Regions from separate parts of the Mus musculus genome. Here all the other regions are linked to region 1. A link is a contact called in public ChIA-PET and promoter capture Hi-C data. All regions are on one chromosome and are shown on one strand. Each heading gives the region's core, a stretch centred on a gene start, on an enhancer-like site or on the middle of the called end of the contact. The rest is flanking DNA. Distances are from core to core; before and after follow the strand shown.

Evidence for each region. Promoter capture Hi-C pulls out the DNA fragments that hold promoters and counts their contacts. ChIA-PET counts read pairs in DNA pulled down with a chosen protein or histone mark.
Region 2: a promoter capture Hi-C map of hippocampal neurons shows a contact between it and region 1, with 3 times the contacts expected there. The contact joins the enhancer-like site here to the promoter of Cert1 in region 1. A contact is called at or near these places in 2 of 39 promoter capture datasets (cranial neural crest and hippocampal neurons), 2 of 484 Hi-C or Micro-C datasets (Th2 cells and nephron progenitors), 12 of 115 datasets of contacts at active chromatin or transcription factors (acute myeloid leukemia, bone marrow-derived macrophages, differentiating embryonic stem cells and 5 more) and 1 of 9 other capture datasets (embryonic stem cells).
Region 3: an RNA polymerase II ChIA-PET map of memory CD8 T cells shows a contact between it and region 1, with 22 read pairs. The contact joins the promoter of F2r here to the promoter of Cert1 in region 1. A contact is called at or near these places in 3 of 39 promoter capture datasets (hippocampal neurons, liver and pre-B cells), 1 of 484 Hi-C or Micro-C datasets (embryonic stem cells) and 5 of 115 datasets of contacts at active chromatin or transcription factors (astrocytes, embryonic stem cells, memory CD8 T cells and 1 more).
Region 4: a promoter capture Hi-C map of neutrophils shows a contact between it and region 1, with 3 times the contacts expected there. The contact joins the promoter of F2rl2 here to the promoter of Cert1 in region 1. A contact is called at or near these places in 4 of 39 promoter capture datasets (hippocampal neurons, liver, neutrophils and 1 more) and 1 of 115 datasets of contacts at active chromatin or transcription factors (memory CD8 T cells).

What each region holds. Positions count from the first base shown.
Region 1 is chr13:96,541,140-96,547,724 of GRCm38.p6, forward strand. Cert1 (ceramide transporter 1) reads left to right here and starts at 1,596. Exons shown (of 18, transcript NM_023420.2): 1 at 1,596-2,120. The coding sequence starts at 2,025. Polk (polymerase (DNA directed), kappa) reads right to left here and starts at 1,440. Exons shown (of 15, transcript NM_012048.3): 1 at 1,188-1,440.
Region 2 is chr13:96,008,199-96,014,856 of GRCm38.p6, forward strand. All of the region lies in intron 4 of Sv2c (synaptic vesicle glycoprotein 2c), which reads right to left. Among named protein-coding and RNA genes, the nearest start is that of Gm24032, 110 kb to the left of the region's middle. Within about 2 kb of position 3,188, at least 75 of the 459 cell types and tissues checked have an H3K27ac peak or open chromatin away from gene starts, as enhancers often do. A contact at or near this core is called in Th2 cells, bone marrow-derived macrophages, hippocampal neurons and 1 more, where this site is marked.
Region 3 is chr13:95,616,103-95,622,129 of GRCm38.p6, forward strand. F2r (coagulation factor II (thrombin) receptor) reads right to left here and starts at 2,364. Exons shown (of 2, transcript NM_010169.4): 1 at 2,185-2,364. The coding sequence starts at 2,272.
Region 4 is chr13:95,695,245-95,701,490 of GRCm38.p6, forward strand. It overlaps F2rl2 (coagulation factor II (thrombin) receptor-like 2), which reads left to right and starts at 1,676. Exons shown (of 2, transcript NM_010170.4): 1 at 1,676-1,883; 2 at 5,269-6,246. The coding sequence starts at 1,820. All of the region lies in intron 13 of Iqgap2 (IQ motif containing GTPase activating protein 2), which reads right to left.

The sequences.
Region 1 (6,585 bases), core at 346-2,845:
CATAACACTGTTTCTGTGATTCTAAATTGCATTGTGAGGTGAGTTCCTCAATATTTACAACCACTTTCTTTAAGAGCAGTGATTCTAAAACCTAGCACAAGAATCAGAAATTCTATTCATATCTGACTTAGTAAGCAAAGCAAACTATCTAAATGCATACTCTTGTAATTTACAAAGTGGTTTGCCCTCTTCTCTCTCTCTCTCTCTCTCTCTCTCTGTGTGTGTGTGTGTGTGTGTGTACATATATCTCCTTGGGCTATGTTTTAACACCCTGATAAGGTATTCTTAAAATCTTTATCTCTTAAGGTTTTATTCATTTGAATATCTTTCAGTTATGTTTGTCATGATTTTACGATGGAAAATCATTTGTATCTGACATACAGTAGACTTAGATTCTACTGCATTTAGTCTCCAGGAATGCTTCTACACAAGAACTTCTCAGGGCTACTTCCTGTCATGTGGAGTGTAGGACTCTTCGATTGCTCCCAGAGTTTTTGTTTGTTTTGTTTGTTTGTTTTTTCTTAGTCATTGTGCCTTAACACCCCACCCTACCCCCAAACACTCAAAATTTCTTACTTTTCCATCTGGGTAGCAGGTAGAAATTCTTTCTGCAGTTAAATAAGGAATTTCAAAGTTGGAAATGATCAGGAATTTGATAGCTACCTATTGCCTAATTCCTTATTATTTAGTAAAACTCGCATTTTGATCTTAATGATAGAAAGTTTCTATCCAAGTTATCCTGTCTTCCGGGGAGGAAAAAGATGGTTAACATGGGTCTCCGGGGAGATACTTGTTCACAACTAAGAGAAAACTTCAGGATATAATATGACCCTAATTTCCTTTTTAAGAAGTTCTTTAAACGTTATTTGTTCTCTGACAACCTCAACATTAATTGCACGAGATAAAAATTCTATAAATTAACAGTGAGAAAATAGTCTGAAGGAATTCTTCCTCCAACAGCAGTAAACGTCAAATATTAAGTCTACTTCCGAAGACATAGACAGTAGTCCTTCGGAATTAACAGTGACGGTTTTAGAGAGGAAGCAAATCTTCAGTTTGCGACTGGAGAGATCATAAACTCCTAACCTGAGTGAAGCGACGGAGTCCCTATCATTTTTGCCCAGGCAAGTTGCAAAGATGTTCCCGGGCTTTCCGGAAAGCAGCGTCGCACAGCCCACCATCCTCACCTGAGGGTTCTCACGTCCCGGCTCGCTGGCTCGTCACAAACACGCAAGGCAGAATCGGAAGCCAGGCTGGACGGAAAGGGGCACGCAACTCTCAAAAGAAGCCCACTTGCCTTCAGAAGGTTCCCCTAGGCAACCAGCCTTTAGGCGCGCCCAGGACACACACCAGTTGCCTAGGATTGCGACTACAACTCCCAGGAGGCTGCGCGGCGGACGGAGCGCCAGCCTTCCCAGAATGCAGCGCAGCGGCTTCCCTGTTCAGCTTTCTCCTCTCCCGGCTCCGCCTCCTTCCCTACCCGTCGTCACCCGGGAGGGCCGGAGGTAGGGAGCGTCGCGAGCCGCCGGGAGGGGCCCGGGGCGGGGTGGAGGGAGGATGGGAGGACGGAGGGGAGGGAGCTGAGAGAGGAGGGAGGGTAAATAGTGGACCCGGCAGGAAGATGGCGGCTGTAGCGGAGGTGTGAGTGAGTGGATCTGGGTCTCTGCCGTTGGCTTGGCTCTTCCCGTCTTCCTCCCCTCCTCCCTCCCTGACTGAGGTTGGCATCTAGGGGGCCGAGTTCAGGTGGCGGCGCCGGGCGCAGCGCAGGGGTCACGGCCACGGCGGCTGACGGCTGGAAGGGCAGGCTTTCTTCGCCGCTCGTCCTCCTTCCCCGGTCCGCTCGGTGTCAGGCGCGGCGGCGGCGGCGCGGCGGGCGCGCTTCGTCCCTCTTCCTGTTCCCTCACTCCCCGGAGCGGGCTCTCTTGGCGGTGCCATCCCCCGACCCTTCACCCCAGGGACTAGGCGCCTGCACTGGCGCAGCTCGCGGAGCGGGGGCCGGTCTCCTGCTCGGCTGTCGCGTCTCCATGTCGGATAACCAGAGCTGGAACTCGTCGGGCTCGGAGGAGGATCCGGAGACGGAGTCCGGGCCGCCTGTGGAGCGCTGCGGGGTCCTCAGCAAGGTGAGCTGCCCCGCGGGGACCGTGGATCCGCTGCCGGGACTCACCTGCCGCGAGGCGAGGGGGAGCCGCTCGGGACCTGGGGTGGGGCTGGACTGGAGGCACCGACTGTCCCGGGGCGGGGGCTGCGGAATGTGCTGGGGTGCGGGGCCGAAAGGTCGTCTTGGAATGAGTGCCTGGCCAGGGATGGGATAGGAGGTGCTTGGGACTGTCCTTACCGCTAGCCCCCCAATTCCTGGATCCTGTCAGCTTTGGCGGAGGACCTTGGAAAGCTTGTATTAAATCCGTGATCTAGTTCGGGAGGCAAGGTGCATCTGGTAACTTGGAACCCAAGGCCGCAGCTGTCTGGGGTGTAGGAATCTGGGTTGGGCAACCCGTGGTGTCTGAAGAAGTGCTGGGCAGGAGGGCGGTGAAATCGACCTTTCAGACTGTATTTTGGAGGCCCCTACCAGAATGGGGGCAGGTGCTGTTCGGCTCTTAATTGGTGTAACTTAGGCAAACCAGTTGACTGGGTTTGGCCTTGAAATCTGAGATAGTAAACTTTGAGGTGTGAGTGATCTTTGGTGTAGGAAGCGTGTGCGGCACTTTTGTACCTTACCCCCTCCTTGTCCAAGTTCAGAAAAGAGCTATTGAATTGGCAAGCTGTGGATAAGAAATATTAATAGTAAGTTGGAACGTGTCAGAAGGAAGACCGACCTTTAGTTCAGGAAAAGGAGCGTTATTTAGTAATGCAGTATTTGTACAGAAAGGAAAGACATTTTTTGTTTTGTTTTGCCTCTGTACTTTTAAAAGCACCGTTTCAGCTTTCTTTCTTTCTTTCTTTCTTTCTTTCTTTCTTTCTTTCTTTCCTTTAAGCCTAGATAGAATTTATAGGGCTGGAAATAAGTGATCTTGTTAATATTTCACAGTGTGTTGTATTTTACGTTTTTGTTGTGGGAAGACTCAGTCTTTATGACTTCCCAGTCCTTTCCTGTTAAACTTTAAGAAATGCTTAGAGCAAGCAGTTAGTTTCCAGAGGGAGAATCAGGGCTGGTCCCTTAACAAGCTGGTCATAAGATACTAAGTCATGTGCTAATGCCCATTAAGAAATCATTCTGCTTCTAGTGTTCTTGAACATCATTTCTGGAATTGTCTGAAATTTAGGCTATTAAAGTATCTACAGTGTCCTAGATTGAAAAGGCCTGGGATAGACTTAAGAATGCCAGATGCAAGGCTTCCAAGTGTTAACTTTTATTTACATAGTAGAAAATTATGTTGTATTTAATTCTGTGATTATTTTTGAAATTTTATTGTGATGGTTTCAGTATTGCATCTTTATAATTTAAGAATCTACTAAACACATTGTGTAATACATTTGCATTTTCTCTTTTTAAGATTTGTTTATTTATTAAAGATTTATTTATTATTACACATAAGAACACTGTAGCTGTCTTCAAACATACCAGAAGAGGGCGCCAGATCTCATTACGGGTGGTTATGAGCCACCATGTGGTTGCTGGGATTTGAACTCAGGACCTTCAGAAGAGCAGTCAGTACTCTTAACCACTGAGCCTTCTCTCCAGCCCCACATTTGCATTTTCAAATGGTTATAAAATGGGTTCTTTGTCTCTCCTGATTTTGATAGTCTCAATTCATTGTCATTAGATGAGAACCAGACTGCCGTATTAGTTTTTTGTTCAAGTATTTTATGAAGCAAGTTACACTTTTGACTTGTTTGTTTGAGACAGGGTTTCCGCTGTCTAGCAATAGCTGTCCTAGAACTCACTTTGTAGACCAGGCCGGCCTTAAACTCACAGAGATCCACCTGCCTCTGCTTCCCTAATGCTGGGATTAAAGGTGTGGACCTCTGATGCCCGGCTTATTTTTGACTTGTTGATCATCACTTTTTGGATGTTGAACGATTGTAATGACCAATTAATAAAAAGTCATAAGCTCTGTGACCTACTATTGTACAGAGCAGTGTATGAAGTATAATGTGAATCTGAACCTGGGACATGACAGAGTTGTGTTTACTTAATCCTAGCACCTAGGTTGCTGAAACAGGAGGATTGCAAGTTTCAAGCCAACCAACCTACCTATCTACAAAAGGCTTTGTCTCGCAAAATCATTTTTAAAGTAGGATCCTATTTGGCTATGTCCGTGAAAGGGGAGTTGTTTTAATTTTGACTGTTTGTATATATACAACCAACAGTAGTAAAACTTTATTAACAGCTGTAAAGAAAAATTTCCTAAAATTTAAGAATTTATGGGAGGCAGAGGCAGGTGAATATCTGTGAATTCCAGGCCAGCTGATCTACATAGTGAGTTCCAGGACAGATAGAGCTACATAGTAAGACCCTGTCTTGAAAAAAAAATATGTGTATATACATGCATATATATAGTTCTATATGTGTGTGTGTGTATAATTATACCTAATGTTTTACAGAGATTTTTATTTTATATGTGTACATGTTTATGTATGCATATGTGTACCCCTGCTTGGAGACCAGAGATTTAAACTGAGTGCCTTTCTCAGTCTTCTGCCTTGTTCTTCTAGACAGGGTCTCTCACCAATCCTAAAGCTTGCCATTTAGCTAGACTGGTTTTAGTCAACAAGCTCCAGAGTTCCTCCTGTTCCACCTCCCCATTCCTAAGATGATAAGCATATGCCACTACTGAGCCTGGAGTTCTTCTGTGGATGTTAGGGACCAAACTCAAAGTCTTCATGCTTGCTTAGCAAGTGCTTCACAGTCATATGTCTAGTTTCTATTTTCTAAAAGTTGCTTTGTTTAGTTTTGGACATTGTTAGAGAGCAAACCCAGTGGCATCACGAATGCTAGGCCAGTATTCTGCTGTACTATGTATGGCTGCAGCCCCAGTAAAGGAACCTTATACTGAATAAGTCCATGCACACTGGATGATGCATGCTTTTAAGATTAAAGTCTTTTGAAATTTGAACCCTCTGTTATTTACCTGATAATTTAAGCAAGAGTTAGTTTTCAACATCTGTTCTTTTCCTTTTGATGAATTATGTAGATAAGTTCTAATATTAATCCATTTTCTTTATTGTTTCGTAAACTGGAATGGGTTTGGAATTGACTGGACTGAAATTTGTATCAAAAATAGGCCAATCCAAAACTTTTTTCCTTCCTTTCACATGGTAGTCAAATACCTCTGAGACATAGTTTTGTTTTGTTGTTGGTTTTTTGTTTTGTTTTGTTTTGTTTTTTTTGTTTGTTTTTCAAGACAGGGTTTCTCTGTATGGCCCTGGCTGTCCTAGAACTCACTCTGTATACCAGGCTGTCCTCGAACTCAAAAATCCACCTGCCTCTGCCTCCCGAGTGCTGGGATTAAAGGCGTGCACCATAGTTCTTAATCACGTCAGTTCCAGAAATACTTGATAAGTAGTAATTCCATGTAGTTATGAAATATAAGATAGAAAATGGTTGAGGAAGGTTCATACCTTGCCATGTAAGAGAAACTAAGCCTGGGTAAATGAGACCTTAGCCAGCTCTCCACATGATTGCCTTACATCACCATGAACTTGTTAGTTGCTTACTGGCTGTCTTGCTTGAGAGCTATGTACTTCTGGCTGGCATAGAACTTGCTCTTAAGCAAAAGCTAGCCTCAAACTTACAGGGATTCCCCTGACTCTTGTCTTCTGAATGCTGGGATTCAAAGTATGGACCAGCTCTTCTGGCTCTTTATCTTGAGATAGAGCTTTGTTATGCGGGCCAGACTGGCCTCTAACTCACAACCCAGCTCCCAGAGCTTCAGAACGGTCGGTTGCATGGACATGGCTCTGTGAATCCATCCCACATGCTGTCCTTAACATAAAACCTTTTATTAAATGAATATTCAATAGCTCTCCGTTGGGTACATATATTATTTTGTGTGGACATTTTGGATCTGACTCTTTTTGTTGTCATTGTCGTTGTTGAATTTGTGATCGCCAAACTTAGCAACATAAAAGGACTCTGTTTTCTTATACTATCTAAGATGCAATCCTTGTTAACTTGATGAGTGGAACCAAATATGGGCAGAAAAAAAAAGGCAAAACCCTGCTTTCTTGGTTATAGTAATAGCAAATATTTATTGAGTTCTGAAGCTTATGTCATTTGTTGGTTCTGCTATAAGAAAATAATATAGATTATAAACACATAGCAGAGTTCCTCTTTTACCTTAGGTTCTAGAGAGAGAGATTGATGGATAAGCTTCCTTATCTGTGCATAATTATGCCTCAAACTGAGTTAATCGGACAAGCTGGGCAGTGTTCTAAACTTTTCTTATGTAATCTTAACTCAGAAAGACTTGATTGACAACAAAACACATAGAGGGCAACATGGCCACAGTTACTGGCTAGTAAAGGGTAATAATGGCAGCAAGGTTCCTACATTTAAGCTATGGAGGGTCTTAAATGCTAGTTTGGTCCATCAATGTGATAGAGAATAGAAAATTGTTCATGTAAGTTTCAAAGCTGGAGTCTCAA
Region 2 (6,658 bases), core at 1,938-4,437, 530 kb before region 1:
AGCTTCTAAGAATTCATCTGTCTCTGTATCCTGTCTCGTCATCACTGTGACTACAGATGGGAGCCACTGGGCCAGACTTTCATGTTTGTCTTACGGACCCAAGCTTAGGTCATCAGGCTGGGGAGGCAAGCTGTTTTTTAACGGAGCTATCTGTCTAACCCTGACATAGCTGTGCATGGTGGTATATGCCTGTCACCTCAGCACCTGGTAGTATGTGATAAGGGGTTCTTCCTGATTCTTTGAGGAGCTCAAAACCATGCTTGGGTACTTAGCCTGGCCACATGGGTCCCCAAACCTTCTCTTGCTCCCCTCTTTTCCTGATTCACACTGCTGTTTAGATTCCCTGACATCCATCCCCAGATAATTCTAGGATAACCGTAACTCAGGAAGACCTTTCCCGTGGGAACCTAGAGCTAAGGATTTAGCTGGTCAGTTCTTTGGACATCCCAGAGTTAGAAAAACAGGTACAGGTCCCTGACAGGGTGAGCAGGAGGCACACATGACTAATAACATTTATCTGAGAGAACTTATGTATTACTAATATTTATTTTTCTACTTAGAGAGAAACCAGGAAATTCTGTCATGCATCCAGGTTGGGCAATATCAATGCTTTTTGTAAAGAGACCTCTACATCTTCCTAAGATGAAGGGAGGGAAGGAATACTCAGAAAGACGCAGAGATAAGAACTCACATAGAGTTGTAAAAATAAGAATTGATAAAACTCTATTTTTTTTCCCTCCCTGGCTATTTTACAAACACCCAGGAAGCCTCCTGAGGAAAACAGAGCCAAGAAATTGGCGCTGTATGACAGGTAGCTTTAGGCACAGTGTAAGAAAATGTAAAAGATGCATATATCCCTCAGGATCCCACAGCCACCATCATCTCTACCCGCTGGGAAAGCATCCTTTTCAGCCCTGTGTGTACATGGCATCTCTTGGTCTACCCTGTTCACTCACCTGCACACACACACACACACACACACACACACACACCCTTGCCTGCCTACACCGTTCAAATGAGCGTCCTGGTTTTAGTGTTTACAGCAGTGCTTCAGCGGGCCATTTACAAACTGTCTTACATGATTAATCACATCTCCCCTTCTTCTTGGCTCCGATAACTTCGTCCTTTAAATATCTTTAGATCGAATGCCCATAAATCACACGCAGCCCCAAGCCAGCTCCATATTGTGCATCATTTCAATTACATAGCAGCCGTCCTTTAGGGGACCCGCAGTAACAGGATCATAGCCAAATAAACAAGCCAGGCCTTCAAACTCAGTCTATTCACATTTATAATGCCTAGCACTTGGGAAGCAGTATTCTAAAGAATGCATGAATTTATGAGAAGACTCGAGGCTTCTAAGGTGTGCCTGAGTGTCTCTGAGAGCTGCTGTCAAAGCAGCCCCTGGTTAAACCTAATAGGTTCTTCTTAGCTTTGACGCTCATGGAACATTTGATAGGACAATTTGCGCAAACGGAGCTTGGGTCTTTGTCCCTGTTATTGAATCCTGGTTTCCTTTTACACATCATTTCTCTGTTCCAACCACGTTAGCCTTCTTCACATAAAGCTGGCCATGTATTCCATTAGTTAACACATACTTATTGAGGACTCAGCGCTGGAGGTCACCAATGACAATTTCATAGCCACGTGGCATTTAAAAAACCAGTGCGAACTGGAAATAGTGATACAGGAGGAAAATGAGAACATAGCGCAACAACCTAAAAAAACAAAACAAAACAAAACAAAAAACAGGAGCAGGACAGAGTGCCCCAACAGCTTATCGTTGAGGGGAGCTGACCCAACTGGGAAATCTATGGGAAAAGCCAACAACAAACCTCACGAATGAGATGGGCTCCCATCCAGGAGAGGATGTAGGCAAAGGCTCAGGGCTCGGCTCTCCTCTTGTACCATCTTTTCATGAGTGTGTTTGTTACCAAGTGTTTAAGCATCTTGACTGATAGATCTATGCTGTCCAATATGTCAGCCCCTAGCTGCCCATGGCTACCAAGCACTTAAAATGTGGCCAGTGGGACTACAGTACTGAATGAGAAGGTTGGTTAGTTTTGATGAATTTATATTTAGAAAATATTGGGAATGGTTGGAACACTTGCAGAGATTGTCTTCCACCAAAAGAAGCGCATACATGTAGGGCCTGGTGTCCCTAAAACAAATAATCAATGCAGAGAGCAGTGGAGAGCTATCCCAGACTGCCATGCAGGTAGTGAGACTCCGAATCTACACTTTCAACTGGGAACTGGGAACTGGGAACTGGAAATTTGATTGCAAACTGAGACAAGTTTAGTAAACTTGCCAGATTTGAAGATTTACTGGCAGAAAAAATATGTAAATATCTAATTTTTCATGTTAAATTCTGTTTAAGTGGTTATATTTTAGATGATTAGTGGGTTAATTAAAATATTATAATAGTATATCCTTTTTACTTAAAAAATGTACATGCATGTGTGTGCGTGTTTGTGTGTGTGTGTGCTGTGTGTGCATGTTCATGTGTGTGAACTAAATAGTAAGGAGGGTTAGAGGAGTCATTGCTACAGAAAGGATATAAATAAGCATTTTGGGGGCGGGACATGAACCTCATAGCATAATTTTGGCCTCAAAGGCTGAATCAGTAACTATAGCAAAACCTGAGTGTTCACTGGCTTTAAGTACACAGTGGAACACAAATACACTGTCTTTGACTGTGTTGGTTTTTCCGTCTGTACTGATTGGCTGTCCCTGCCTCAGGAAAGGCAGTGACTAATTCTGATGAGGTCTGGCTAGCATGTGCAGCCGCTCAAGCTTTTATCTGTTGATTACACTCTCTGCAGGATAAGATCCTCATGTGAGATCCCTCACCCATAGCCACCTCTCTTTGTACACCAGGGAAGCACAGACCGCCCTTCTGATTGGCTATAACATACTGCATAAAGGAAGCCACGGTTTCCCACTAAAGTGTGAGCCAGAGGGGAAAAAGGGACACAAATGACCAAATCAATAGCTATCCCTTAAGAGGAAACCATGATTTATGACGCTCTTAGGCGGCAAGGACACGTGTTTCTCAGGGCAATGGCAGTGATGCAGAGGGCGACCAATCAGAGGAAGCCGGAGTCAGGGTGAGATCTGCTGATCTGGACTCTACCACAGGGCAGGACAGCAGATGGGAGGAACATCCCCTCCGTGAAGTGCTCTGTTTGTGAGTCACAGTAGGAAAGGCACAAGACGTCCTCCAGACTCTGAGCAAGCTCAAGGCTCTGACTAACCCCTTTCCTCTGCAGGTTTTCTAGATCTTTTGTATAAAACCACTGCAGCAAGCCTTAAATGCATTGAGCTGGCTTTGATGAGTGGCAGGTTATGTGGAGGTGTCCATGTGAGTCATGATTTTCCTCAGAAACACACAGAGTAATAATGGCTGCATTATTCAGTGTGAATGTTTGATACATACGCTTAATTTTATACAAGCAGAAAGGACAAATATTACATTGCTGTGGCTAGGCAGTGTTAGATGCAAAGCAGGGGTACTTCTAAATTATAGGCTCCATGACACTTAAATATCTATTGAATAATACTTCATAGTTATAAAAAATCCAACCAATATGCCCATATGCACCCTGGATTATAACAGTGCACTCTACTCTAAAGAAATAAGAATTTATTTAAAAGAATTACATATACTGAGACCCCCTATAACAGAGCTTGATTCTGTGCCCCGAGTTAATGCAGCTACATTGTTGTGGCATGAAAAGATTTAAACAAAACAAAACAAAACAAAACAAAATCCACACTTCCTAAGATCAGAGGAAGCCACAGCTGCAGTAGGCTTGATGCCTCAGTGTAGGGGAATGTGAGGGCGAGGAGGTGGGAGTGGGTGGGTGGGTGGGGGCACACCCTCATAGAAGTACGAGGAGGGGGGGATGGGATAGGGGGTTTCTGGGGGGTGGGAATCGGGAAAACGGATAACATTTGAAATGTAAATAAAGAAAATATCCAATAAATAATGACTAAGCATAAAAAAAGAAAAAAATTGGCATCTTTTAAAAATGGACAATGTTATATAAGATATTTAGTGGGCATGGTGATCTCTCTCTCTCTCTCTTTCTCTCTCTCTGTGTCAGGCTATGGTGGTGGCATGGCTGTGTCTTCTTCGTTCAGGGGATGAAATCCAATTCCTGATACATCTGATGCATGGGTTCTGATGCATGGGTTCCCTCACTGGGCTACAGTGCCGGTCCACAACATGATGTTTTGATATACAGGGTGTTCGCATTGTGGGCTGATTAAATCAAGCTCCTTAACAAAACACTTATCCCAGGTATGTGTCAAGTGGTACAGTTTTACTCAGATGAGGTGGGGGTGAGCTTTAGGGACCTACTGCACAGCTGATCAGATGCAGCTGTTTGGGGACCTTGGAAACGACTATCCAGTGTTCAGAGCTGCTAATTAACTACAGATTCCTACACCTGGCCAAAAAAAAAAAAAAAAAAATCAGAGGGCTCTTAATCCACTCCCCAACTTTTATGAAGAATTTACCATTGGGCCACAGAATGCTATGGTAAGGAGATGGCAAATGTTTTCCAGCGAGTGAGCGTCAGACACCAAGGCTTGGAGACCCGACGGGTGCAGGAATGTAGACGAGGACAGGCCGTGCGGTCTCAGTCAGGGTCTCACTCTGCTTCTGTATTTCTGTCATTTATGCATCTTATGCTTGGGTGATGTACATGCAGCAAGAACCCTTGATGCTGGTTTTCTTTTTAACCTTAGGGACAGAGGGCGGCATCTTCCACCACACCTTTTGCACGGCACTGTGTAAAGAAGGCTCATCATTTTGTACCAGCATCCACTCCATCCTCCCCACCACCCTCCCTGCAGATGAGGTGTTTTAAATCATAGATCAGAATTTGAGGAACACCTTCTAAAGTGGGCCATGTGTCTTTTCTTAACAATAGCAACATGCTCTAGACGCTTTGCTCTTTTTCTTATTCCTTCCAGGCTACTCAGTTTTATGCTTTTAGACCCCACTCCACATCTGTTCTTAACAGACATGCGGATTCCATACCTTTTACATTACCCATTGCCCTAGTGATGGGAACTGGGGTTGCCAATTATTTCTTCCACAAACACTATGACTATATCCTTTTATGGCCCTTACGGTTCTGTATATGCATATCTCTGGGCATACTTGAGGGGTGGAATGTACATGTCTATATTGTTATAAGTATCATCAGGTGACAATAGGTGTGTGGGTTCATTTCTGGGTCTTCAATTCTATTCCATTGATCTACCTGTCTGTCACTGTACCAGTGCCATGTAGTTTTTATCACAGTTGCTCTGTAGTACAGCTTAAGGTCAGGCATGGTGGTTCCACCAGAGGTTCTTTTATTGTTGAGAGGCGTTTTTGCTATCCTAGGTTTTTTATTTTTCCAGATGAATTTGCAAATTGCCCTTTCTATCTCAGTGAAGAATTGAGTTGGGATTTTGATGGGGATTGCATTGAATCTGTAGATTGCTTTCGGCAGGATAGCCATTTTCACTATATTAATCCTGCCAATCCATGAGCATTGGGAGATCTTTCCATCTTCTGAGATCTTCTTCAATTTCTTTCTTCAGAGACTTGAAGTTCTTATACAGATCTTTCACTTCCTTAGTTAGAGTCACACCAAGGTATTTTATATTATTTGTGACTATTGTGAAAGGTGTTGTTTCCCTAATTTCTTTCTCAGTCCATTTATCATTTGTGTAGAGAAAGGCCATTGATTTAAGTCAGTCTGAAGGTTCCCCAGAAAATTGGACATAATACTACCAGAAGATTCAGCAATACCTCTCCTGGGCATATAGCCAGAAGAAGTGCCAACTGGTAATAAGAACACATGCTCCACTATGTTCATAGCAGCCTTATTTATAATAGCCAGAAGCTGGAAAGAACCCAGATTTCCCTCAATAGAAGAATGGATACAGAAAATGTGGTACATTTACACTATGGAGTACTACTTAGCTATTAAAAATAATGGATTTATGAAATTCTTGGACAAATGGATGTATCTGGAGGATATCATCCATAGTGAGGTAACCCAATCACAAAAGAAGTCATTAGATATGCACTCACTGATAAGTGGATATTAGCCCAGGAACATAGAACACCCAAGATACAATTTGCAAAACACAAGATAATCAAGAAGAGGGAAGACCAATGAGTAGATACTTCATTCTTCCTTAGAATAGGGAACAAAATTCCAATGAAAGGAGTTATAGAGACAAAGTTTGGAGCTAAGATGAAAGGATGGACTATCCAGAGACTACCCCACCCGGGGATCCAGACACTATTGCATATGCCAAATAGATTTTGATGAAGGAACCCTGTTATAGCTGTTTCATATGAGGCTATGCCAGTGCCTGGCAAATACAGAAGTGGATGCTCACAGCCATCTATAAGATGGAACACAGGGCCCCCAATGGAGGAGCTAGAGAAAGCACTCAAGGAGCTGAAGGGGTCTGCAACCCTATAGGTGGAACAACAATATGAGCTAACCAGTTCCTCCAGAGCTCGTATCTCTAGCTGCATATGTAGCAGAAGATGGCCTAGTTGGCCATCACTGGGAAGAGAGGCCCCTTGGTATTGCAAACATTATATATACACCAGATCAGGGGAATGCCAGGGCCAAGAAGC
Region 3 (6,027 bases), core at 1,114-3,613, 920 kb before region 1:
ACTGGAACTTACTGACACAGGCTTGCACATAACCCCTCCTCCAGCCATGAACTTGTTAACTCTACTGGGTTTAGTAGAGAACTACAGCAAGGCAGGACGTGGGGAGCAGTGAATCCTGGAAAAACACCTGGCTTATAGGGAAAGCCATTTATTCTGTCAGTTCTAGCAAGAGGAAGTAAAAAACTGAATAAAAGAGAGTTACTAAGGAACAAAAGAGATGTGAGCTCCAAACGAAGAGAGTAGCAACATCAGACACCCAGGTTTCTGGTGAACCCCATTATTTTGCGGTCCTTTTGCTTAGAACCCAGCTAAGCTCCAGTTCACCAGGGCAGCAGGAACCGAAGAGGCCCGGGGTGGGGAGGAAGGTGAATGGGAGGAAGATTTTTGGAAAAGAAGCAAGTCCTGGGCTTTAAAAAGAGCAAGTTCACATGACAGACCCAGGCAGGAGCAGCTAGGGCGGGAGGTTCCTACAGAGTAGCGGTTCACGGTTCACGGTTAAGAGGACATGCGAAGTTGAGAAAAGCCGGCTGGTCTGGAGTGACATGGGAGAAGAACCCAGAGCGGGCAACATTCTTGAGGAGCGATTAGAGACTGGGTGAAGTGAGGAATATGTCAGGGGAAGTAGAGCAAGGCTGGGGCCCGTCTTGTACAGGGACCTCTTGCTTCTTGCCAAGGGACTGGGCTTGGCCTAGAGATAAGGATGGCCGTCTCTGAAATCCCAAGGCACTTGGCCACAGTTACCCACAGCCATTCTCTCTTTATGCAGCGGTAAGGAGAAGCAGATTTGTTTTTGGCTGAGTTTGTGAGTTCACTTATTGTCTGTACCCAATGTAGGGGGACCACTCCTATAACTCCCCCCCCCCCTCAAGGCAGGCCACTCAATCTCTCTGGGCCTTATTTTTAGAATCAGAGAAAGGGGATAAATGTCTCCTTATCATACCTATGATCTGTGCTGGCCACATCTCATAGTCTATATTTTAAAAGGCCTGTCCCAAAATAAAAGCGAGGAAGTAACCTAAAGTTATGTGAGCTCGCACCTCCATGTACACTTTGGATCGTCCTCCCCCTCACGGCTGCTGATGATTAAGGTCTAAGGTCGGCTACCCAAACACAGGCAGGCTGGTTAGCTGCTGCTCGGCGTGGGGGCCCTCTGTGGGGCTCTGAGTTTTCCCATGAGCACCACTCAAGCTCACACTGAAGAAAGACAGACAACAGGAAACACCCCACTCTTTGTCACCTCCTAATCCTTACATGTGGGAGCACCGAAGTGCACATTCTTTCAGAGATAACAAAAACTGAAGAAAACCCACTAGATTTTCTTCAGCGTGAAAGGAACGGCTAAAGGTGTCCCTACTAAGAAAGTCGAAACAATTGGGAACTTTACAGGCTACGCCTCTGCTTTGGAGAAAAGAGAAAATATTTGACGAAATAAGTCGACCAAACTAATTTATTTGGTCAAACTGGCAGATATTTAAAAATACACTGTAAGTAACGAATGTCCTTGCGGCAGATGAGAAATTCCATTGAAAAAAACTAAGACTAGATAATTTCTAGGTGCGCCTGATTCTGAAGAGGGGTCCCTTTTCTCCATGCAGAGAAACAGGTTTCCGATAACAAAGACCTACTCCACTCCCTGCAACCAGAAACCTTCATCACCTCCTGGGTACCAGGCCAAGCTGGGGGCTGTCCGGTCTTTATTGTGTGACTGTGAATTTTTTCTTTCACATCGCTTTTCCCTCCTTGTAAATCAAACGAGAAAACGAGTTTCCATCAAAGCAAAAACTTGAGGAGAGTGGTTCCACTGCACACCGAAAGCCCAGAATCACAAGACCCTTTCTTTCTGAAGGTGGTCTTGTAAAACAGGCCACACAATGACAATTAAAGCGACTGTGGAGACCGTTCCGCGGACCCTCGGGCCCCTCTCCGGATCCAACACCCGGTGGCCCGCGGACTGCACCCTCCAAAACCGAGTCCAAAAGAGCATCGGCCGTGCGGGGAGTGGGGAGGATATGGTGCGCCCCACATGGATGTGACTAGGGGAACCTCTAGATCTCGGCCCAAATGACTGTTTGGCTCCTGGGGGAAACTGAGGCAGGGTTGCAGCCAGGAGCACCCCCTCACGGAGCTGGCGCAACCTAAAACTTCTGATAGCTTCCCCCATGCTCACCCACCCGCAGCTCTTACCTGGCTGGCTCATAGGGACGCGGGAAGACAGCAAGGGACCGCACAGGCTGAGGCCGAGGGCGACGATCAGCAAGCGCCGGGGCCCCATTGTCCCAAGGCTGCCCGCGCGGCCCGGCGCCCGCCGTCGCCTACTTCTTTCTGAGTAGCTCGGTCGGAGCCTGCGGGTGACTAGAGGCGACTGCGCGGCCCCTGGGTGAGTATTTGGAGGCGGTTCAGGGGCGTGGGGCGGGGCTCCGCGGGCTGTGCGCGTGCCCGCAGTCTCCGCTCGTGCCCGCAGCCCCTCGCTCCGGAACCCAAGCGGCAGACCGCACCAGATGCTCGCTCCTCCCCAGTCTCCCCTTGTCCCACCCGGTGTGGTTGAGCTGCAAGCCTGGGAGTGACTCAGCCCCTCGGGGTCTTCGGAGAGCGCCTGCGGCCGCTTCAATGACTCTCCTGGGACGTGGAGCAAGGGAAGCGAAGCTAGACGGGGACAGTCCCGTGGTGGTGCTCCAAGTCTCTTCTCCTCCCCGGCGTCTGGCTGCACACAAGTTTGGAGTTTAGCTAAAAGTTGGCTACTGACTTCTGTCCGTCCGTCCCCGTCCCCCGTCCCCCGTCCCCCCGTCCCCCCCGCCCCCCTGCAGTGACAAGGGTGTCCCCAGATATGTGGACAGAGTGCTTGACATTTCTCGAAATTCTTTTATTTTGCGAGCTTAGATGGATCACGTTGAGCCTTTGATCTTCCACACACGAGTGGAAGTGGACCAGGTATCCAGGCGCTGATTCACCAAGCTCTTGCTTACCGAACTCTGCCTCCCCTGGTGACCCAAGCCAGAGCCTCAGCCACAGGCCCCAACGCCCAGGGCTTTCTCACCAGAAAGATGTTGGGTGGGAAGAGGAGGGGTAGCACTGAGGAATTTTAAAGGGTCCTTCCCAGGTCCTTATGGTTTGTGCTTGACTACATTTCAGCGTTAGATATCAAAAGAAGGGGGGGGGTCATGGCTGAGGCCTAGCGAGAGGGAGCCCCAGCTTATTTTGTTTAGAAAGAGTCTAGTGAGGAAGACACCCCGGAAATTAATCCTGGTCCTCTACCCAGTTTCTGAAAGAGCCAGCTCACAGCTTAGCGCTCTGAAGTGCTGTGATTGTCTTAGGGTTTCTATTGCTGCCATGAAACACCACGACAAAAAGGCAGGTTGGAGAGGAAAGGGTTTATTTGGATTATATTTCCATATAAGTGTTCATCGGTAAAGGAAGTCAGGACAGGAACTCAAAACAAGGCAGGACCCTGGAGGCAGGAGCTGAAGCAGAGGCCATGGAGGGGTGCCGCTTACTGGCTTGCTGTTCACGCTTGCTCAGCCTGCTTTCTTACAGAGCTCAGGACCATTAGCCCAGGGATAGTACCACCTACAATGGGCTGGACCTTTCCCCATCAATCACTAATTAAGAAAATGCGGAATCCCAACATTTGGATCAATGCAGAAAACAAGATCAGAGGCCATCTCCTCCCCTTACCCTCAGAGCTGCCTCACAATCTTCCTAAGTTGCTCTGTCAGTTGTGCAATCACCCAGCTAGACAATGCCATGTAAAATCCTTCCCACTGGAATCTTTTGAGAAAGCATATTTTAGGGTAAGTGGGGACAATTAGCACATGTCTGCACACAATAATAACATGGTATCGTTTTCTCACCTCTCTGAAATGCTGTGGGGGTTTTAGGTTCATCGCTTTTATGGACCACAGGCAAGAAAAAGAAAATTGCTGCAATTAACCCAAGGAATACGCTTGTAAGAGATGCTTCAGTTGATTGTAAAGACACTAGAATCAGGGCTGGCGAGATGGCTCAGTGGTTAAGGGCACTGACTGCCCTTCCAAGGGTCCTGAGTTCAAATCCCAGCAACCACATGGTTGGCTCACAACCATCTGTAATGGGATCAGATGCCCTCTTCTGGAGTATCTAAAGGTGGTGACAGTGTACTCACATCTATAAAATAAGATCTTTAAAAAAAAAATGTTTGAGCCAGGCAGTGGTGGCACACGCCTTTAATCCCAGCACCTGGGAGGCAGAGGCAGGAGGATTTCTGAGTTCGAGGCCAGCCTGGTCTACAGAGTGAGTTCCAGGACAGCCAGGGATACACAGAGAAACCCTATCTCAACGCCACCCCCCAAAAAAAAGTTTGAAAAAAAGGACACTGGAATTTTAAATAAAAGTGATAAAACACATGACAAGTTTTTTTGACAGTTCAAAGATACAAAGCATAGACCTTTTTTTTTTTTTCATCCACAGAGATGTTTCTAGACTCTGAAGCCTGAAAGCTAGAGATGCTAAACCCTGTCTGCAGGGGGCTTTCTACCTGTAACTCGTGCCGCATTGCTCCTTAGCATCAGAGTTAATCTGTTCTTTCACATGTCAGGATACCCTCTGTGCATCACTCTTTTGTGCTTCCGGTTCATTGCTGAATATAATGTTGCTTATTAGTCACAGAAGCTGAGATACTGGGACAGACACCGTCATACTGAAATGATTATTAACAAGGGTGTAGTGTATATCGTGTGGATACACTGAATAAAATCATTCATTCCTAAAACCCTGGGTTAGAGTGGAGTAAGTTTGAAAAACTTTAAAAGCTTTTTAAATGTGTTTTGCCTTGCATGTGTTTGTACCACGTGCATGCCTAGTGACCACAGAGTTCAGAAGAGGGCACTGGATTCCCTGGAACTGGAATTATAAATGGTTGTGAACCACTGTGTGGGTATTGGGAACTGAACAAGGCCCTCTGCGAAGAGCAACAAGTGCTCTTAACCCCCGAGCTGTCTATCCAGCCCCTGGAGTCAGTTTTCAGCATCCTCCCTAAAATGGCATTAAAACTTGTATTTTTGGAAAATTTCATTTAATATTTGGCTACTGATGAATTAAACTGTAGAGAGCAAAACTTGAGAAAACAAGAAGTGGCCTTCTGCCTTTGTCTGCGGTCTTCATGATTAATGTTAGGATTCTGTACATTATTCAATAATTACACAAATAAACATATGTAGGTCTACCTACCCTTTAAAAACATTGGACGAGCTGGAGAGAGAGCTTACAAGCAAGAGTACCCGAGTGACGTCCCCCGAACCACTGTGTATGAAAGCTAGGGTGGTACGTAAGTGTAATTCCAGCACTAGGGAGGCAAGCAGAGACATGCGGATCCCTGGGACTCCCTGGCCAAACCGCCTAGCCTACTCAGCGAACTCCAGGCTAGAAGGTGATCCTATCTCAAAAAAAGGTGGGTGGTCCCTGAGGAATGACACTTGAGGTTGTTCAGTGGCCTTCACATGCACTCACACACCTATGTGAACATGCATGATCACACATACACACACACACACACACACACACACACACACACACACGTGCACACACATACACATTGATGGTAGAAATGGTGAGAAGTGTTAAGAGGATGCTTTGGGGAGCTGCTATATTAGAACAAAGTGTACCCTGAAGAAAGAAGGCTCTTGAAACATTGAAGCCATTGCATTCTCCACATATTTCCTCAAGTGTCTCTCAGAATGTGGCAGCAGCACAGCCAGCAAAGGGAAGGGACAGAATGAGATATCTCCTCTCCTTAGCAGTCTCTAAGATTCCTGGATATTCTTTAGAGCTCTCTTTTTAAAATCTTATGTGTACGGTTGTTTTTCCTGCACGTGTGTCTATACACTTGTGTTCATGCAGTGTCTGCAGGGGCCAGAGAGGATATTTAGCTAACTCTGCGACTGAGGTCCACAGATGGTTTGTGAGCTGCCACGTGGGTGCTGGGTACTGAACCCCGGGTCCTCTGGAAGAACAGCAAGTGCTCTCAAGCACTGAGCCATCTCGCCAGCCCCTGAT
Region 4 (6,246 bases), core at 426-2,925, 850 kb before region 1:
AAACTAAGTTCCTGACAGGCACTAAGGGCTGTCAGGGCATTGGAAGGCAGGTAGAGAATTGTCTTCTTTCTCCCTCTGAGACAAACTTTCACTGTGTTCCTGAGGCTGGGCTAGAACTCACAACATGGCCAAGGCCCGCTTTCAACTCATTACAGTCCTCTTGCTACGGCCCGTCTGTCAAGCGCTGGGGTCATAAATAAGTACTATCACCCTCAGGTGAAATTTAGAAACAATCTAATCCCTCTGATACAATTTGAACTTCTTAAATATTTGCCAGGCCTGAGGATGTAACTCTGTTGATAGAGTCCTAGAAGCCCTGGGTTTAGTGTCCAGCTCCACAGATCCCAGCAGCCCAGAGGCAGCAGGAGGTGGCCCAGGAGCTCAACTGCATCCTGAGTTCAAGGCAAGCCAGACTATATGAAACTCTGTCTCAAAGAACAAAATAACAAAATAAAAGATGGAGGAGGGAGGGTGTATTCGCTTCTCATGATTAATTCAGTTTATAACTATGTGATCAGTTTAGGAACTAAAATTTGAAATAAAGCACAATTTCATTTTGATTTTTGAAAAAGAAATTTCATGTTATATTTTGATCGCTTTTCCCTCTCCTCAACTTCCAGATCCTTCCTACCTCCCTAACGCCATACCCTTTCTGTCTATATTTAAACAAATAATAAAAACAGAAACAAGAAATGCATACACCAAAGCCCACAAAAGCATAACAAAATGGAAACCCAAATATACAAACAAAAAGACCATTAAGGCAGAAAAAAAAGAAAAAACAAACAAACAAACAAACAAACAAACAAACAAAGCAGTAGGAGATGAAAAGTCTGCAAAAATCCCACTGAATTTTCTTTGTGTTAGCCAACCACTCCTGGGTGTAGGGCCTACCTTGACATGTGCCTAGGGCATCCAGGAGATTCCATTGGAGGAAACCACTCTTTCCTTTGCCAGTGGGTATCAACTGCAGAACTTTCTGGGTTAGTGGTGGGAGCCCCAGTCCCCTTCCCCTCTCAGCTCTGGGACCCTCCTTGGCTTGAACCTGTGCAGGCCTTGTGCATGCTGCCTTCTCTGTGAGTTCATATGTGCACCAGTCCTGATTTATCCGGAAGACACTGTTTCCATGGAGCTATCGATCCCTTTTGGCTCTTAACAATCTTTTTGCCTTCTCTTCCGCATAGATCCCTGAGCCTTGAGGGGAGGGGCTTGATGAAGACATTGCATGTAGGCCTGTGCGCTCCAAAGCCTCTCACGCTCTACACACCATGGAACTCTGTGTTTGTTCCCATTTACGGTAAGAAGAGGCCGTTCTGACCATGGCGGAGTGAATGTCTGACTGTTACACAGGAGTGTAATGTCTGACTGTTCTTGTGTTAAATAGAAGGCGTAACTCTGGAGCTAGGGTTTTGGCATAGGGAATAGAACCGGGGCAGTGGAATTGATTCAAAGCTAATTGCTTCCCAGCACCTGTTCTCAGCTTTGTTTTGCAAGGGACTCTGCAGTCTCTGCCATTATTCCAAGCCCCTGGGAGAACTACAGCACTGGTTCTAAATGAAATAATGGAGGGGGTGAGGAAGAGATAAAAGGGATATGGCAACTCCTCCAGAGAGGCTCAGCCTGAGTCATGCACACAGACAGAAACATCAAGTGGCCACATCCTTTCTCTGTAGAGGCAAGGACGAGTCCCTGCCCACACAGTCCAGGCTGGCAGAGTTCTCAGCTTTCCACTTGCTGCTCATACATGGAGCTGAGGGGAATCTACGCTGTGACTTTGTATACTTAACAACATCCTGTAACCGGGTCTCAGGACATCAAGATGAAAATCCTTATCTTGGTTGCAGCTGGGCTGCTGTTTCTGCCAGTCACTGTTTGCCAAAGTGGTAAGTCCCCTTCTTGTGGTCTAGCATGGGGGTGAGAGAGTGGTGAGTGGATGGTTTCTGCTGTCAGAGTCAAATGCCCTAATTTTCTTGTTAACTCCTAGAAACTGTGAACCCAAAGACACAATTTGATCTGGTTTTAGCCTGGGGTAATATAGCGTGGAAATATTCAAGCTTGTTCCCAAGTCAAACCTTGTCAAAGACCAAGCGTTCTTCTCTACTAGTAGTGTCTCTACATTTGTGACAGAGTCAAGACTTTATGATTAAGTCAAAAACCACTTTTTTTTTGGCGTGAGAAGTGTTTGTATGTGTACAATGTTCAGATGTAGAAAAGATTGCACTTTTTCAAGGCATTAAAAAAATCTTTTCAAATTTCTAAATATTATAATTTCTGTTGAGGCACCGGTGGGAAAAAAAATACTGCCAGGAAAAGTAATTTGGTTTCAGCAGCCAGTGACATTAATCAGGGATGTGACGTGTTTCCAAGGTGAAATACCGTCTTTTCTTAATGTTTCAGAACCAAGGAGTTCTCTCTGTCCCTCACATATATATGTATATATGTCTGTGTGTATATATGTCTATACGGATATGTCTGTATACGATGTTTAGGCATAATTTGGTTATGTATAATTTTAGAAATAAGCTTTCCCAAATATAATTATTTCACTTTGAACATGTCTTCTATTGTGGTAGCTTATATAACTTCCTCATTGTTCTGAAATGAACTACTTTGAGACAGGATTGTATGCAGGACTCTGTCAGGCCACAGGGCAATCAATTAGGAGGAGGAACTGGGAAGAAACCAACTTAAACAAAAGGCAGCCGTCTGCAAAAGGAACGATCCTTAAATTGAGTTCCCTGCTTAAGGGGACCCATGGCAGGGGCGGTACAAGCACGGGTTGGCTAGGTTTATGGTTTCTCTGAGAGGAGAAGCCACAAAGCTGAGCCATGGTTGCAAGGAAATGAGTTATGAGAGGGAGTTCCTTCCTGATGCTAGCCTGCTTGGGAGACTGAGAAGTGAGACTTAAGGAGAGGTGGGACAGTGGGTTCGAAGTCTGCCTTGGAGAGATGTGAGGTGGGGTGTGTGTGGCTGAGGGCCATTCTCTTTGGATTAGACTCTCTGAAGCCTTCTCCCAGGCGGGGAGCATTTCAGAAACACTGCACCAAATGGAAACCAAAAAAAAAAATCCTAGTCAGTTGCGTGTCGTTTTATAAATAACATTGAACAAGGAGCACGATTCTGAAGGAAAGACAGTTTCTAACGAATAGAAGATCTAGGGGGTGCCCGATCTGAAATATTCGGGGAGCAGTCTCCTTTCTGTGTGTTTGTAGACACGTATCTTGCCCAAGCACAGGACTCTCCTGAAAGCTGACTAGTGCTTGGTTTCATCAGCTTTCTCATCAGACCTTGGAGGGAAGAAATTTGTATACATGGTTCTGCCAGCTTCCTTTACAGGTGTTGTTTTGAGTGATATCAGACTTGGCTTTACCCAAATGTGCACGTGCAGAAGGATTTAAGTGGCTGAGCTCAGACGTAACAGGACATTCCAATAATGCTCGCATCTAAACTCAGGCACATGGAATGCTACCTTCCAAAGTAGTCTTTCCCTGGAGGACACAGCGTCACCTTCACTTACCAGTTGTTCGGACAACACCGATTCTGCCCGCTACATTGAATTCAGCCTATGCAAACTCCCAAGTCTGGGAGAGCAAGGGCCAGAGATAAAAATCAGAAAGAGAACATGGGTCAGTCTACTGAACATCACCCTGGAAGAGTTAAAATGGGGGATGCAGGAGTTTTGTGTCCAGACCTCAGTGGGAGGGCACTAGCTTTTCGAATGGGAATGTAAAAGGCTTCTATTGGCATTTGAAGAATTGATTAACGGGAACTGGCTGAGCTGTGCCAAGCATCTAAAACACATAGCTGATATGTTTCTTTCATTTAAAAAATTCATTTTGCTGGGTGGTGGTGGTGGTGCATGCCTTCAATCCTAGCACTAGGGAGGCAGAAGCAGGCGGATCTCTATGAGTTCAAGGCCATCCTGTTCTATAGGATGAGCTCTAGTACAGCTAGGGAAATTACACAGAGAAACCCTATCTTAAAAAACCAACAAAACAAAATCATTTTAATGCCTCAGGTTATCACAGTGAGTTCATCTTTTGTTTCTTTTCTCGTTGTCTTAAACCTGGCATTTCCCTTAAGCCCATCTTGTTTGGCTTCTTCCCATATTTCTCTATCGGCCCTCTCTCTACTCCCCAAGTTAAACTACAGCCACTGTGAAGACTAAGAAAGTCACACTTCACAATTGCTCTTGGCTTTTGGGAATGCCACATCCAGTCATTCCATTTTGACCACATGGCCAATCTAGGATTCTGCTCCCATCTCCTGATTCCTAACTAAATAACCCCTTTCCCCATGGGATAACACATCATGGGTTCTAGGAGCCGGCACATGGAACCTTGGGTCGAGTGAAATGTTATTCTATCTACCCTGGTAGCCATCCCTTTGCAAATTCTGTGCACAAGGGGGAGGGGGCAGTGTGGCTCAGTGGTAAAGCAGTTTAATTACCAACATGTGGTGGCGAGGAGACGGGTGGCATGTATGTGCCAGAATGTATGAAAAGATGGTGGCTTCCGAGGACAGTTTAGAGGCCCTTTGGGAGTTAATTGGGTGACCTACTTTCTAAAATTCATCTCTTAGATATACCAAATTAGCAGAAGACAGTGCATGCCCACGCACCTTCTGCCCTGGTCTAAGAGTTACTGGTAGATAGCAGTGGAGGTTAGCACGTTCACAGCACTGCCATGGAGGTATGCAACCAACATTTTCAGAATCTACTGACTGGCCTTTCCCATACGTAGCTGATAGACAATAAAACATTTTCCTTTATGTTCCAGTGTGTGGTTTTGTTTCACCTAGCAAAGTGGTTCTCAACTTTCCTGATTCTGCGACCCTTTAATTCAATTCCTCATGCTGTGATGACCCCCCCCACCCCCAACCATAGCATTACTTTCGTTGCTACCTAACTGTAATTTTGCTACTGTTATGAATCATAATGTAAATAATTTTAAGAGATAGAGGCTTGCCAAAGGGCCACTGACCTAGCACTATTATAAACGCCTGACACTCAGAGACCTGTCATCTAGTCGTCCCCACAGAGAAGCACAGTACTGGAGCATATGACACATACTATATATACATATTACATATACATACTATACATACATGCCTGTGGGTTGCATCATCTATACTGATTTTTAAAATATGACCCCAAGTTCTATAACTATAGAAATCACATAGCGTCAAACATTTCATTTTATTTTTTTATCTAAACCACAGGTGGGACTTGATAACAAACCATATGCTAATATTTCCTTTCAATTACAGGCATAAATGTTTCAGACAACTCAGCAAAGCCAACCTTAACTATTAAGAGTTTTAATGGGGGTCCCCAAAATACCTTTGAAGAATTCCCACTTTCTGACATAGAGGGCTGGACAGGAGCCACCACAACTATAAAAGCGGAGTGTCCCGAGGACAGTATTTCAACTCTCCACGTGAATAATGCTACCATAGGATACCTGAGAAGTTCCTTAAGTACCCAAGTGATACCTGCCATCTACATCCTGCTGTTTGTGGTTGGTGTACCAGCCAACATCGTGACCCTGTGGAAACTCTCCTTAAGGACCAAATCCATCAGTCTGGTCATCTTTCACACCAACCTGGCCATCGCAGATCTCCTTTTCTGTGTCACACTGCCATTTAAGATCGCCTACCATCTCAATGGCAACAACTGGGTATTTGGCGAGGTCACGTGCCGGATCACCACGGTTGTTTTCTACGGCAACATGTACTGCGCTATCCTGATCCTCACCTGCATGGGCATCAACCGCTACCTGGCCACGGCTCACCCTTTCACATACCAGAAGCTGCCCAAACGCAGCTTCTCCATGCTCATGTGTGGCATGGTGTGGGTCATGGTTTTCTTATACATGCTGCCCTTTGTCATCCTGAAGCAGGAGTACCACCTCGTCCACTCCGAGATCACCACCTGCCACGATGTCGTTGACGCGTGCGAGTCCCCATCATCCTTCCGATTCTACTACTTCGTCTCCTTAGCATTCTTTGGGTTCCTCATCCCGTTTGTGATCATCATCTTCTGTTACACGACTCTCATCCACAAACTTAAATCAAAGGATCGGATATGGCTGGGCTACATCAAGGCCGTCCTCCTCATCCTTGTGATTTTCACAATTTGCTTTGCCCCCACCAACATCATACTCGTAATCCACCATGCCAACTACTACTACCACAATACCGACAGCTTGTACTTTATGTATCTTATTGCTCTGTGCCTGGGGAGCC